Regions from separate parts of the Mus musculus genome. Here region 2 is linked to region 1. The links are chromatin contacts, called in public promoter capture Hi-C maps. All regions are on one chromosome and are shown on one strand. The core of a region is the stretch at or near the end of the contact, and the rest is flanking DNA. Distances in the headings are between cores, read along the strand shown. Region 1 overlaps Sumf1 (sulfatase modifying factor 1). Region 2 overlaps Itpr1 (inositol 1,4,5-trisphosphate receptor 1).

Region 1 (7,472 bases), core at 2,312-4,811:
TTATATCAGATATAATAGAATAAAAGGGGATACTTACCCAGAAAAACGAAGACTAAGAGGCAAATGCTATGGGGACCTTCAGGACCTTGAAAAGCTTCCAGGTCAGGAGAGAGCAGAATAAAAACCAAGGAGTTAAATACTCTCAGGGAGTGTTTGGCTGGACACAGCACCTTTCCATAAAGCAACTTTCTGCCCCAGGCGTTGGAGTTCCTGCTGGCCAGGAGTGTCTTCAGCTTTCAGGGTTATCAGTGAGTCCTGCATGACTGAATTCCCTAACGAAGAAGGCGGGGAGGACACTATATAGTATCCCACTCCCTGCTCAGGAAGTTGCACCAGGGGCTTCTGAGAAAGTGTTTATTATGAAGATGGAAACAAATGTCATCTCAGCACTAGAACTGGTGGTCACTTTCACTTGAGAACACCCACCCGCCCCCAGAACACGTTTGCAAATGCCGTCAAAGGTGCCAGACACTGGAACTGTAGACATCATCCACACTGACTTCTCTGCCTCAGTAGTTCTTGTGTGCTGTAGGAAAAGCTCTACCCAGAATTGCAAACAGCAGTGGGTACCCACAAGGACTTCCTCCAGAAAGACTTCCAGCTTCTACTAGGACAAAGTTAAAATTATATTTTTATTTCATTTTTGAGATTATAATTTAATGACAACATTTCTCTCTTTCTTTCCATTCCTCCAAACCCTCCCTCCCATATGTCCTTCCACATTCAGAAAATTATTTTTTGAAAGTCTGGAGAAGCCAACAGTACAACCACTTTGCATTGTCCTTGGCACTCATTAAGCATATTTGTAGTCACATTAGCTGTCAACCGCTAGAAACAACCACACTTTTTCCACTTTGAACTCTCATACCTCAGAAGATCCTCACAAAGGACACATGACCAAAGGTCTTCTAGCAGGTAAAAATTCCAAAGCAACTTCCTGGTTCTAGTATAGACTAGGCACTAAGTATATGCTTGATGAATGAACATGCCTATGAAGGCATCGTACAGACAGAGAGGGACAGCCAGCCAGCAGCATGCGGTCTTTGTTCTACGTGCAGTGGTAGAAGGCCGCAGAGGGGTTTATGGATGAGAGACATCTAGCATAGCAAGTAGAACCTAAATCAAGCATAGCTTTAGGACTTACAAAGGAAAGCCAGTCTGAACCCTAAGCACAACCAAGCAATGCGGAAGAAGTATCTGGGCAGAGGCAGTAAGTCAGCACGGTTACTACCCATTACCATGCTGCTCTCAGACCAGAAGACTGGTTGGTGTGTGTGCCAATTTACTTAGTCCACCATGTGCAGAGAGGTAAGGGTTCAGAGAGGAGTCCATAAAAACAAGCAAACAACAAACACTCCATGTGCCACAGAAGGCGGAAAGGATGAGCTTAGAGCCTCCCTGATCAATTCCCTAGGACATCAAAACAGGCGAGAGAAAAGACACACACTTCGCAACTGTCTGGAACTATACAGTACGATATATGGTCAAAACCCATGTTGAAAGCAAGCTGACAGATGTCTAGCTAAGCCTTGGCAGGCAGGAGAGGATGAAGGTGTCTGGACTATAACAGCATGGAAGCATGAGCAAGGTTTGTAAGTAAGGATGACCAAGCACTGCACCAACCAAAGCGAAGAGGGCGAGAAGAGTAAGCAAGCAGTGTTCTCAATTATAATTTTCTTCCCCTTTGCTGGCACAGGCTAAGCTCATTATCTCAGCCGACAGGAGCAGGTAGCATTCTAACTAGACAGGCAAACCACAACAAGAAGAAAACAATACTTTGAGACAGAGGAATGGAAAGGGTCTCCTCACAGTAAGATGCCTGATCTGCCAGCGATCTCATCAGGTGTGCACACCTATTTCCAACTCACACAGAGAGAGGCTCAGGTGCACTCGAGTTAATATGCATTCCATTGTTGCCGAGTTAGAAAAACACAAATCACTCTGGATAGTTCCAAGACTAGAACTCTCGCTGGGAGCACGGCAGGAGGACAGATAGCTGTCTGACCCAGACCAGACATGATATACACTCCTAAAATTGCAGCAGAGGCTGAAGGATTTCTGTTTAAGGCCAGTCTGAGCTACAGAATAAGATCCTGTCCCATGTTGCAGAACAAACAAGCAAACAAGCAGCCTGTTTAGATACAACTGTGTTTCTCTTAGAACCAGAAGGATACTATAAATCATACTATCCCATCACATCACCAGCGACATAGCATCATGGTAGCCATAGTGATGCAGCAAGCATAGGAAATCAGAACATTAAATAATCGCTTACCTTTTCTTAGGTCTACATTTTTTTTTGAATGCACTATATAATGGCACAGATGATATGGGGCCCAGATGTAAGCAAATGAGAAAGAAAAAATACAAATAAATTTTTTTTTTTTTGTAGGAACCATCTTTTATTGGGGGAGGGTTCATCAATCCTTCTTGGCCGCTGCCTTCCTCATGGCTGCCAGCACGTTGCTCAGCTCCTCCCGCTTTCTCTTGGCGCGGATGTGCGTGCCCACCCTCTTCTTGATGAACTTGAGTGCGCGCTTGTCCTTGGACACTTTGAGCAACTCCATGGCTCGCCGCTCGTAGGGTGCGAAGTCGCACACCTCCCGGATCATGTCCCGCACGAACTTGGTGTGTTTGGTGAGGCGCCCGCGTCGCCGGCTGTGTCTCGGCTTACTGACGTTTTTCGTCACCTTGTGGCCCTTGTTGAGGCCTACGGCCATGGGGTAGCGCAGAGCCATGGCTGATGCTCTCCGATGGCGGCCGGGCAACAAATAAATTTTTTAACTTGAATATTTTATGTAGTTAAGATATATCAAAGTGGGCTGGCGAGATAGCTCAGTGGTTAAGTGCGCCGACTGCTTTTCCAAAGATCCTGAGTTCAAATCCCAGCAACTACATGGTGGCTCACCACTATCAGTAACGAAATCTGATGCCCTCTTCTGGAGTGTCTGAAGACAGCTACAGTGTACTTACACATAACAAATAAATAAATCTTTATTTAAAAAAAAAAAAAAAAGATACATCAAAGCAAATGTCCACACTTTGGGTTGTCTTTATGGGTGCTCTATGGACTGAGAGATGGGCAGATGCACACACAAAAAAAGCAAACTGAACTGATCCTCATGGCACGTGGCCAAATATCTCATTTACTCTTAGAACTTTGTGTACAAAGTATGCCAGGCTGTTTCTACAGACTGCTTTGCCATAGATGACAGCTCAATAAAATAAAAACTAATGATTAACTTTTGCTCTGTAGAAGCCACTGAATAAGAAAAAGATATGTCCTGAATAACCTGTGCATGAGGAAAGTTGACTTTTCCCCCAGCTCTCCAATGCAGTTTTTAAAACTATTTGCTATAAGCCAGTTCTGGGGCTAGCATGAGCACGGGGCACTAAAGAGGTCAGGTTCTGAGATAAAATGTTTACATAGGCACTCGGGGTCAAAACTCTCCATGAAGATGTCTATTTCTAACTTTGCTTTTGACCCACCTGGAATTTGGACAGCGACTTGAGTGTTCCAGGTCTAAATGTCTGGAACTGGCATTACTGTGAAATTAATGGTTATACTCCAGGTTCTGTGCCAAGCACTAATGATACATAAGCCATTAGGGAAGAAAGGCAAACAAGTTAGGCCCTCACAGAAAAATAGGAATTGGTCAAGTCAGGTGAGCCTCCACAGCTGTAAGAATCACAGAGCCCAAATCCCAGGAAAATCCCCTAGGGATCTGCTGATTCAAATGGCAGCAGATGCTGAATACCTTTCAACCCATTCACAGCCTAAGAAAACAAAATTTGGAGTTCAGAGCCCTCCAAGGAGTCTCCATGGTGAATCCATCCCCTAGTCTCTCAGTTGGTACCCTGAAGAGTCAAGGAGAACTGGCAATGGGCTTGAGAGGGACGAAAGCTCAGCTTCATACACTTCAGATCCTAACTGGTTAGGCTGATGTGACACAAAGACAAAGGTAAAGACTCTAGAGAAAGACTGCACCAGCTAGAACTCAAAACCTCACCTCGGTTTCCCACAAGATATGTCTGGAATTCAGCCAGAAATAACTATGTCCATATGAAAACAAGACATGGCCGAACATCAAGAACAAGAGATAGCCAGATGTTTCTTACCCTGTGTCCAGACTGCAAACTGCCGACTGTGGGGCAGAGAGACAGGTCACCAGTTATGCTCTACCCTCGTCCAGAGCGCAGGGGCTTGAGTCCCAGCACTCACATAACTTTCAGCAGTCTCTACCTCCAGTTCCAGGTGATCTGATGCCCCCTTCTGACCTCCATGTGCACAACTCACACACTTGGTGCACATACATACATGCAGGTACAGTACTTGCACATACAGAATAAGAGTAAAAAATACTTTAAATGACTGAAAACCACAGTAAAAGAGCAGTAAACACTAACCAGGGCAGTGAAGTGTCAAACACTGACAACACCAAGTGCTGATAAAAACAACTCTTGCTCTTTTATCCTCTTTCTTTGATTAAAAAGAGAGAAAAACAGCTACAGAGGTTCCAATTATCTTATTTCTTTCTGTATTTCTCTGGGCTCATGTAACATTTCATAGTTAAAGGTTTTAAAAGGAACTGAAAGTTGTGTCTGAAGAAGAGATCAGCAAAGACCAAACCATTTTTTGGCTTTCAGAGTCATATTTATTTCTTTATTTTGCAGACAGTAAGAAGCCATTCAGAGACACGTATACTGGGTCAGCCTGGGCTATATAGTGAGCTCTAAGACAGACTGAGCTGTGCAATAATATCTGAGGGGGAGGGGGAGGAGGAGGGGGAGGGAGAGGGAGTATGCATGAATCTGAGTGGAAAAGTAGCAGTATTAGATTTGGTCTGCACAAAGACCATTCAAGATGCAAGGCAGCCGATAGAGTGAAGACAAGGAGTTCACCTGGGAGACTGATGACAGACACTGATGATTCCATGTGTGCTGCATAAGAGAGCTATAACAATCCCCATGATGGCATCAAGAATTTGGGGGTTAGTTCTCAAAATGGTTGAACTACAACCCCATCAAATCAGAAAGCAAATGAGGCCATGTGACAAAGACTAGAATAAATGGGACAATTTCACAGAACTAGAGTGACATCAGGAAATAGCCTGCAACAGCTGAAAGGAAAAATGGGACTTCTTCTACAAATCCTTAGGAGAAAGTCAGGCCGTTGCAGAAGTGAAAGCTAACGAGCCCTGAGCGCCACAGCAGATGCTCAGATAGCTACATTCACAACTTGCCAAGATTCTGGAGCCTTGCACAGCCCCTTCCAAGCATGCAGATGCTTTAATCTGACAGGGAAAATCTATTTCTGCCTCTGACAGCAAACGCCAAGTCACATCTTGCCAACAGGGAGAGGGGCTCCAAGCACAAACTCCCCAAGTCTGCACAATCTTCTCACTTGGAGACACAGGCTGTTTGACCACTACAACCACCAGTCCTGACAGAAGGGAAAAGAAAGGATGGGTAGAGCTTCTAAAGAATTCATCTTTTTCATCTGTACTTCCAAAAAGGTAGATATATATCTTTGGACTATTCATGAACAGCCCACATATTTTTCTGTGAAAACAAATTAAGCATATCAAACGGAAACTTATCCGAACAGTCTGAAAATGGCCTGAGGCATGGAGTTCAACAGGTTTTTCAATAACCTTTGAATGAGAAGCAACTAAAGCATTAATGTTCTTTATCACCGTCTTCTGGGCACTGCACACAGAGCATTACCAGTGGGGCTGGTTTTAATACTGTTCTTCGGTCAGTTTGATGAATACCCATCCCCAAGATGTCCAACGACAACAAGTATTCAAAGATGATCTTTGTAAAGGAGGCACCGTCTAAACACATGCTCCTATTAAAATGTTTACAGTACTAGAGAGCATGGTTTTAGGGGCAAGGAACTTGTCAATGAAGGGGATGGAAACCCAACAGGAGGACCAGCAGAGTCAACTAACCTGGACTTCTAGGGACTCTCGAACACTGAATTACCAACCAAAGAACACACACAGGCTGAAACAAAGCCCCCAGCACACATATAACAGACGTTCAGCTCAGTCTCCATGTGGGGCCCCCAAACACTGGAGCAGAGGCTTTCTCTAAAGCTGTAGTCTGACTGTGGTAAGCGTTCCCCACAGCGCTGCCTTGTCTGGTTACAGTGACAGAGACTTGATGCACCAGAGTGGGGGATAGCCACGGGGGGGGGGGGCCCACTCTCTCAGATGTGAAGGGGAGGGAGAATGGGGAAAGGTCTCTGTGAGGGGGACTGACTGAGAGGGGATTTGGGATATAAATAAATAAATAACTTATTTTAAAAAGACAGGGGAAGTAAAACTCAAATAGACAAGGCGGTCTTCTTTTCCAAGGAATAGGTACATTCTCCTATGAATGTCATATGAACAGGCTCATGAAAACAACTGCTAAGTGACTCAAGTTTCTCACTCAACAAGTTCCTCTCATTTTCTCCAAATTACACTGCTGAAACAAAATCCGTTCTCATCACAGCCCAGGTGAGGAGGTTCATGAAGAATACCGTGTCATATATCTTAACAGTTAATAATAAAACATTAGTGAATTTTGCAGCCATTTATATACCACACTTTGCTCAAATTTATGAGATGAAGCATAGGTAAACACCCCAAAATAGTTACCATTATCACAGTCCAGTGGCACATAAAATAAGACATTTTTATAAAGGGCTCTGAAGCTGAAACAAGAGACATGTACACGGTATTCCTTTAAAGAAATGGAAAGTTAATGTCAAGACGGATGCATGAAACCCTTGCTGCTGTCTGCTCAGAGGACAAGGGTCACCCATCAAGATACAAGCCTATTCTACAAGATACTCACTGGGTTGAACGTTTCCTCAACAGAATGGTGAACAGTCCACCAGTCTGAGGTCCACTCCCACACATTCCCCACTATGTTGTATAAGCCATAGCCATTGGGAGGAAAGGCATCAACCTAAAAATAAAGAAAACAACATTGACCAATTAATTATTCACTATTAAAATCTATAGTGCTATAAAAAATCTCTCTGGTACATCAACGAATCAAGATCATTTATTTCATAATAGGAATGCCAATTTTCATAACCACCTACCAAACACCAGTCTGGAAAAATAAATATAAAAATCTCGGCCCCCTCTGTTTTGTTTTACTTTAAGCATTCAGAGGGAGTTTATAAACCTAAGAGAGTGTATTAAATGGGCTGGAACTGGTGAGGTTATTTTTAACAGGAAACAATAGTAACTAACACTAACTATAAGTACCAAGGCTTGACTAATATGGGAGAGAGGTGCGTGTAAGAATACGTGCGTGCGTGTGTGTGTGTGTGTGTGTGTGTGTGTGTGTGTGTGTGCATGTATGTATGAGTATGTGGGGGTATACAGACAAACAGTATTTAGGCTTCAAGATCATTAACAGAAATGTCCTCCTAGTATCAACGTCTTGTCACTGGAAAGCAGCTTTTCCAG
Region 2 (7,472 bases), core at 1,377-3,876, 92 kb after region 1:
TCCTTAAGTTCAGTTCCAGGGGATCTGAGACTCTCACACATAGGATGCAAGCAGGCAGAACACTAATATGAATAAAATAAAAATAAGTCATTAAAATGAAAAAAAAAAAGAAAGAAATGAAATATGGGGTGGAGGGATGGCTTTGTGGTTAGAGTACTTGCTGCTCTGGCAGAAAACCCAGTTTCAGTTCCAGCACCCACATGGCAGCTCATGACTGCCAGGAACTCAGCCCTAGAGGATTCATTGCCCTTTCCTGGTCTCTGAGGGCACTAAACGCATGTAGCACACATGCGGACAAGCTGTCACACATACATGCATATTAATAAAAAAATAAGTTGAAAAATGGTATTTGGGACTGGGGAGATAGCTTAGTAGTTAAAGTGCTTGCCATTCGGAGGTACGGATGGCAGTTCAGGTTCCTGGAGCCCACATAGCCACCTGCCTACAACTGCAGCCTTGAAAGATAGAGACAGAAGATCCCTGGGCACAGCTTGTGAGACTAGACATCCTGGAGACTCTGGGCTTGATGGTGATTCCTGACGTCAACCTCATCTGTGGATGTGTACACACATGCATATGTGTGCCCTCACAGTGCTCCCACATACTCAAACTTATGTACACACACACACACCCCACAGGCTTACACACAAGTGAAAATGGGGAAAAAAAGAAATGAAGCTGGCTGAGACTGACGGAAGCGAGGCGAGGTTAGGAGAAATGAAGGGCTTAGTAATGTTGAGATTTAAAATCACGAGGAGTGGATGTTCAAGCCAAGCTCTTCAGTCTTTCATCTGACAGCACCTACTCTTATTCTGTGAGCACCTACTGTATGCAAGGCATTGCTGTTGGAGATACAGTTGTGTAGAGAGCAGAGCTCTAGAATTGCCTATCCCTCAAGGGTGTCAGACAAGCATCACACCGATAGATGTGAGCTTGTGACAGAAGCAAGCTGAGGAGAGAAGATCTCACAGGCAGAGTTTGTGGAAGTTGCAGAAGGATTTGTCTTCACCCAGTGATCGTGGGAATAATGATTGAACTGAGAGCCGAAGGGCTTGCTTTCACTGAAGCTAGGCAGGTGACTGTGAATGCCGTAAAGCTTGTGATGATGCTGTGGGCAACCAGGAGCAGAACCCTAGATGCTGTTGCCAGTGACAGATCTGTGGAGATCCTAGTTAGGCAAAGGGGCCAGCAGAGCACACAGAGAGTATCTGGGAGGCAGAGAACAACATGGACACTGAGTGCCACTCCCTCTGCTCTGTTCTTAGAGTAGATCTCTGTGTTTGTGTGTTTGTTCTTGCCCTGTCCCTAGGAGTGCAGCCAAACACCCCCTTTTCTTTACCCATTTCTTAGGCAGTGAGAAGCTCGGACACAGGGGGTGGGAACTCCATCTGGCTGCTGTGGCCGCAGTGTGCAGAAGCACCAGGGCAGCTATCCTCTACTCTGGCCAGCTATTCTGGAAAAATCCTGTTCTGACAGGTGCCTTAGGCAGCAATCAGCCGGGGGTGGTGATGGGTGGTGGCGCTTGTAGGTCATAGAGATGGTGACACAGCTTTATACCAGGGGCATTGCTGGTGCTTGTCACAGTCATGTACCCAAACCTCAAGATGTATATAGTGTAGAGCGGGGGACAGCAGGGTTTAGGGAAGTTGTGAATTCCTACACTGAGTAACTCGCAGAACTGGGAGTCAGTGCTGGTGCTTTGAGCCCGGAGCCTTCTGTCTTCCTGTACGCTGAGCTTTGGAGACCATACTGTGTCAGAGTGGAAGGAAAGTGGTAAGCCATTGTGAGAGAGCTATGCAGCCCTCACAGATTTAGAAGCCTTTGAAACTTCAGAAGACAGGTGAGAAGGAAAAGTTTTGGGAGGTGGCTGCCTCCCTGTGGGGACAGCAGTAATTGCTGTGTACTTAAGCAGGAGCTGTGAGCTTCCAGAGGAGACTTTTTTTTTTTTTTTTTTGCTGGATTCCAGCAGTGCACAAGAGACATGCATGATGACATGCTTAGCCAGTGGTTCAAGCCACTGTGTGTATTCAGTCTATAGTTCTGTGCCTTCAGAAAGGCCTGCGGGCCTCATGATTGGGAGTTGAGAGTCGTTCTGTACCGTTCAGCTTTTTCCCAGTAGAGGAATTAGGAAGGATAATTATCTTTCCCTAAAGTAAAATGGATCATCACAGGTCTTACAGGAGGTCATTTGTGGCAACGCCTAGCTGACATTTTATTACAGAGGAACCCCCCCCCCCCTTCATGGAGGTCGAGATCTTAGATTCTTTCAGAATTAGTCTTTATCTTTTAACTGAAGAAAAGAGCTAGCAGTGAACGCTGAAAGCATGTCAGCTCGTGTCTCAGGCACTTTGCATTCATGGCCTCATCCCTTCCCTATGACATGTCTCTGAAGTCTATCCCCAGTGTAGAGATATGTACAGAGGTCCACATCAGCCGAGAAGTCTTGGTGGGCTTAGCATACAAAAATACCTTACACATAGAGAGTCAGGATGGAGTCATAGGTCGACTTAGTCGACTACTAAGCCTGTTTTGTAGAGCTGTTGGCATGGAGCCCTGGGTGTCCTTGTAGTGTTGGGAGCTGCAGTTATGACACAGTTAGGACAGCATGGCAGGTTGGTACCTGCTCTGTTTTTCTCACAGTGACCGGGTCATTGTGTTTGAGGACTACTGGGAGCCCTGCGTGTGGCTGGTAGAGGCATACAGGCAGAATGGTCCTCAATCAGATAAAGAAGTGGCCTCCCACCCAGCTCTCTAACAACAGGAAGTCTTCCTGATGATTGCTGCCAGGCCTACTTCCTACCTAGTCCCTCCAGCCCCAAACGCCTGTTGTTTTGACTCTGCTAGCCCCGGTTTTCCCTTTCAGTACACAACTGATAATTGTTTCAGAGTCTCTCCTCCTGGCCCTCTCCTATCCCTGTGTGCCATTAAAGGCAGAGCAGCGGGAGACCCAGGTGTTTCCAACCAGACCTGGAAGTGGTTCACTTACTCAACTTATCCAAGAAACAAATCACTGTCTGATGCCCCTGGGGATGAATCTGCCCTAATGATCCTTAATTTTTTTTTTTTTAAAGTTGGGACCTTTGGCAGATGGCCCAGTTGAGGATCATTAACTGTGGTGGGTGTACTGGCCTCTGTTTTCAGGGGAAATATAAACTATGGCAAAAGGTTACTTGTTCAATTATCTTGTCTACTTAATAAGCATATGGGCAAGAAAGAAGACGCGTACCCTTTCTTCTGACTTAACAAAAGTGTTATATTTGACTAAGGTAGGAAAATGAGGAATTCAGCAGTAGGAAAAAAATGAATTAGAATTGTCCATAAAGAAAAAAAATGTGGAGGGAGGAGAGGGTGTGGCAGGATGTATTGTATGAGAGAAGAATAAATTAAAAAAAAACATTAAAAGTGAACAGTTCTCCACTGCCACCCAGAGAATAAGAACAGTGGACATTTTCCATTTTCCCAGGGATTACTGTTGATGAAGAAGCCCATGTAAGAACTCAGTAGATCTCTGTGCCTCCTGTCTGACTAATTATCTATGATGAACATGTGAACCTTTCTGTTCTTCAGTTTCCCCAACAACAAAAGAGGGGTGGACCTATGTCACGCCGTGCCACATGTCTGGAGGATTCTGAGACAATCTTATTCTCAGCACAGAGGTGGACACGATAGTCCTTGACAGGCGTTAGCTATTCAGCTTAATGGTGGGGCTGAAGCGTTCAAGCTCCAAGCTACTCAGAGAGTTTCTCATCTGCTCTGATCTCAGAAGCTAAGCCGGGTGGGGTCAGGCTGGAACCTGGATGGGACAAATAGGACTGCTGTAGATTCTTAGTGTCAACTGAAGTCCAGGAACCTGTTGTGATTGTCAGGTTGCAGGTTCACTCATTCTGTCATGTCTTGCCATTGCTGTCATGTCCCAGGCCTTACAGGTTATGTCACACTCTGCTACTACAGAACCCTGGGTTGTATCTGCTGCTTTACAGTGAGAGAAACTTTCAGTAAGATACCCAGAAGAGGATGTAGATTTGAAGGACAATATCATGCTGCTGCTGTCTGGCTTGGCCTTCATCGGAGCCAAATGCCCTTTAGAAGGATACGGCCTGGGAGGAGAGCTTTAGTCACTCCGAATTGGCCCTGCTTGTCTTGCCTAAGCACATTCCTGCCCTCCTGCATCCAGCAGCTCCCCGTTGGTCCTCTGGGAGGCCCGTATGTACAGACACAAATTTGGCCTGACTCAGAAGTCAGTCAAACAGAACTTCTTTTCTAATAACCAGTCCTACAGCCCTACAGCCGGGAGATAGCTACATAGCAGAGCACTGGCTTAGCATATCAAGATCCGAGATTCGATCCCCTAGCGCAGAGGAAGCAAAACAATCATCTTGTGCTTTTATTATACATGGTCTCTGGCCTCTTCATGTAAAATTATCACAATGTGGGGTGGAGGGGATGGCGCCGAGGTAGAGCACTAGCCCAGTATACATAGAGCTCTGGGTTTGATCCCTAGTGAGGTATAGAGTGCCAACTTTAATCTCGGCAGAGAATCTGAGTCAGTAGTCTCTCTTGTGTTCACGGCCAGCCTGGGCTACGTCATATGATGCTATCTCAAAACGTTTATAACCTCTCTCTCTTTTCTTTTCTCCTTCCTTCCTTCCTCCCTCCTTCTCTCCTTCCCTCCCTCCCTCCCTCCCTCCCTCCCTCCCTCCCTCCCTCTCTCTCCCCCTCCCTCCCTTCCCCCCTCTCTTTCTTTTTCAAAAGAAAGAAAATATTGGTCCCAGAAGTATGTTAACTTTCTGGTCATTTATGATAATGCTTTTAAATAGAAGGACCTAAAGTGCATTTTTTGGGGGGTGGAGGGATTTCCATTGGTATTTCTTTTTTGCATGTTGTTCAAAACATTGGTTTGACTCTAGATACAAGGGCCTTAGGAAGAAATAGCAGTATGAGTGACAGGGTTCTAGAGAGCAGTAGCTGGCATCTTGGCCCCTCCGCATGCTCCTTGGGTATCTTCCCTCCAGATCTGGAGATGGGAGTTGCTTTGTCTGAGAGTTGATTATGTTCTCGGTTGCTGACTCTTCTATAAATAAGCCTGAGTCTTTGTCTCTCCTGAAGTGTCCGGGTTGTCAGAGCAGTGGGCAGCTTTCCCCGTAGCGCCTCACAGTCAGGGAGGCAGGCCGCTTCTCCTAACGGTTTCCTTGCCGCATCTGGCATTCCTGCCGAAGGAGGAGAGTGCTTCCAGAAGTTTGCCTGCCGAGGAAAACTTGGCACCCAGAGAAGAGCTGAAGGGGAGAGAGGACATTTTCCCCTTCCGCATCATTACAACTCTTGTGGCCTGTGCAGTAAATGATTTATTGGAGTCAGTAGAAGGGGAAAGGTTTCCAGAGGGCTCTGGGCTGAGAGGAAACCCCCAACACTTCATGCATCAACATCCCAGATGCAGAGGAAACGCAGGGAAGCTCTGCAGGCCCCACCAGGGCCGCTGCTCTCCTCATAGCTGAGCGCGTTTGCTAAAGGTCAGTTCAACGGCTTGCAGTTGGCTCCTGTTCCTCCATGGTCATGGCCGGGGTGAAAGATGTTGTTAGGAATCACTTCAATATTTTTGTATATACATTGTGTGTGTGTGTGTTTAATAGTTTCTGGGCTTTGTAGAGATTTCCTGGAATAGAGGAATATTTTTCTTGAATTACTTCTACCTAATCCCAGCCAGGGAATCTTAGTATTGATTAGTGCCTGAATCGGCATGTTTGGGCCTGGACCTGGCTGGGCAGGGGTCTTACTACATCCAGGAGTGTTTCCTGGTAGAGAAGGCAAAACTGATGCAGCATTTGTGTGGAGTGTGGGCTATCGGCCTCCGAGGCATTGTGATTATCACTCAGTCCCAGGTTTCCTTCCATTAACGTCATCTTGTTGCTTTGATTCCTTAACCCAGCCCCCATGGCTTTGCCAGAGCTAAGTTTTTACCAGGTGCTTCCTTTGACTTACCATTCCCTGAGGCATGTTGAATATGTTAATGTGTCACACGTCAGACTTCCCAGCTCCTTAATCACTACAGAGTTCTTGGCTGGGTTCCCTGGTGTCTGGGCAGTTCAGTATTAGGGAAGGGTCCTCAAAGCGTTGAATCTGACCTGGGCGTGGCCTTGTTAGAAGCCAGTGCTAATGTGATTGGAATACCCAGAACTTTAATATGCAGGACAGAATGTAGTTGCAGATGTCCTCACTTGGCTCATGGAATCGCCTGCCTGTCAAACGCCTATTTAAATTTGAATTTTAAGTAATGCGCTGGGGGAAATTGAGCTAAGCCAAATCTTAGTGACATTTTTTCCCCCTCATCATGTCTCTTCTGCTAACAGTGTTGCATGTTTTACTTTGTCTAGGCTTTCCAACACGGACATGTCTGACAAAATGTCGAGTTTCCTACATATTGGAGACATTTGTTCTCTGTATGCGGAGGGATCTACGAATGGATTTATCAGCACCTTAGGGTAAGAGCATGGAAGTCCTGATGCGTCGGGGTTTGTTTAAGACATCATAACACTGATTTGTGTAAGATAAGACAGTTATCACATTAAGTGGCTTTTCCAAGGCTGCTTGAAAGCACAGTTAGCAAATCCTGCGTTAGTCACTTCACCTTTCACACAGAGACATTTCTGTCAGTTTCGAAAGAACAAAACCTTTTTAGTTAGGTCTCTATTCACTTTGAATGTATTATAATCTACTCTTCTTATGTAAGAGGGAACGTACTTAAGAATAGAGAATTTAAAAAAAAGAATAGGGAATAATAAATATATTGACTAATATACATAGATCCAAAGAAGTGCCTCTGGCTTTGTGCAAAAGCCTTTTGGCTTGTCTTTTCACACAAGTGCCCGGGTGTAATCGGAGCCAAGACCATTACTGCTCCTCTGCCCATCTCTCACCTTTGAAGCAGACCCTTTTCTGCTAAGTAACCAAGCGCACTTGGAAGTTTCAAATTGCACTAAGTTCCCTAAAACGTTTTCTCTTCATTTGTGCTTCCTCCAATCAGTCATCACTCAACCTGGGAGAATAGAAACACATGTGTGCCTCTCGGCTCAGTTTCCCTTCTCCCTCCTGTTCCTGCCATCTGAGGGAGGAAGTGTAAAGTGTAGTAGCCCCTGAAGTCACGCAGAGGCAGAATGCAGCATCAAGATGGCTCATTCCAGAATAGGCAGGAGTGGCCTAGCGTCTTTGTGTAGGAAGGAGTAGCTAGGCCCGGGTGGCATTGTTGATTTTGGCAAGACGTAGTCTCAAATAAATGGGGGCAGAAGGCAGGCTAACAGATTTTCCAAAAACCTCATTCTTACAGCAGCCAGAATGTCCGCTGTAATTACAGCTATTACTGGAAGCGTGCTTATTTTCTGGTATTTGTGCAGAGTGAGTGTTGTTAAGGGCTCATTCAGGGTACTCTATCCCCACTGAGGAAATTATTTCAGATAACAGAATTATATCTCAGTTAGACC

What was found. Capture Hi-C pulls out chosen DNA fragments and counts their contacts.
Region 2: a contact with region 1 is called in a promoter capture Hi-C map of pancreatic islet. The contact joins two enhancer-like sites. A contact is called at or near these places in 3 of 484 Hi-C or Micro-C datasets (conventional dendritic cells and double positive thymocytes) and 3 of 9 other capture datasets (adipose tissue, liver and pancreatic islet).

What each region holds. Positions count from the first base shown.
Region 1 is chr6:108,137,745-108,145,216 of GRCm38.p6, forward strand. Sumf1 (sulfatase modifying factor 1) reads right to left here. Exons shown (of 9, transcript NM_145937.3): 7 at 6,847-6,960. It also overlaps the pseudogene Rpl36-ps12. Among named protein-coding and RNA genes, the nearest start is that of Sumf1, 44 kb to the right of the region's middle. Within about 2 kb of position 3,562, at least 21 of the 459 cell types and tissues checked have an H3K27ac peak or open chromatin away from gene starts, as enhancers often do. A contact at or near this core is called in liver and pancreatic islet, where this site is marked.
Region 2 is chr6:108,230,610-108,238,081 of GRCm38.p6, forward strand. Itpr1 (inositol 1,4,5-trisphosphate receptor 1) reads left to right here. Exons shown (of 62, transcript NM_010585.5): 3 at 6,369-6,476. The coding sequence starts at 6,385. Among named protein-coding and RNA genes, the nearest start is that of Itpr1, 21 kb to the left of the region's middle. Within about 2 kb of position 2,627, at least 63 of the 459 cell types and tissues checked have an H3K27ac peak or open chromatin away from gene starts, as enhancers often do. A contact at or near this core is called in liver and pancreatic islet, where this site is marked.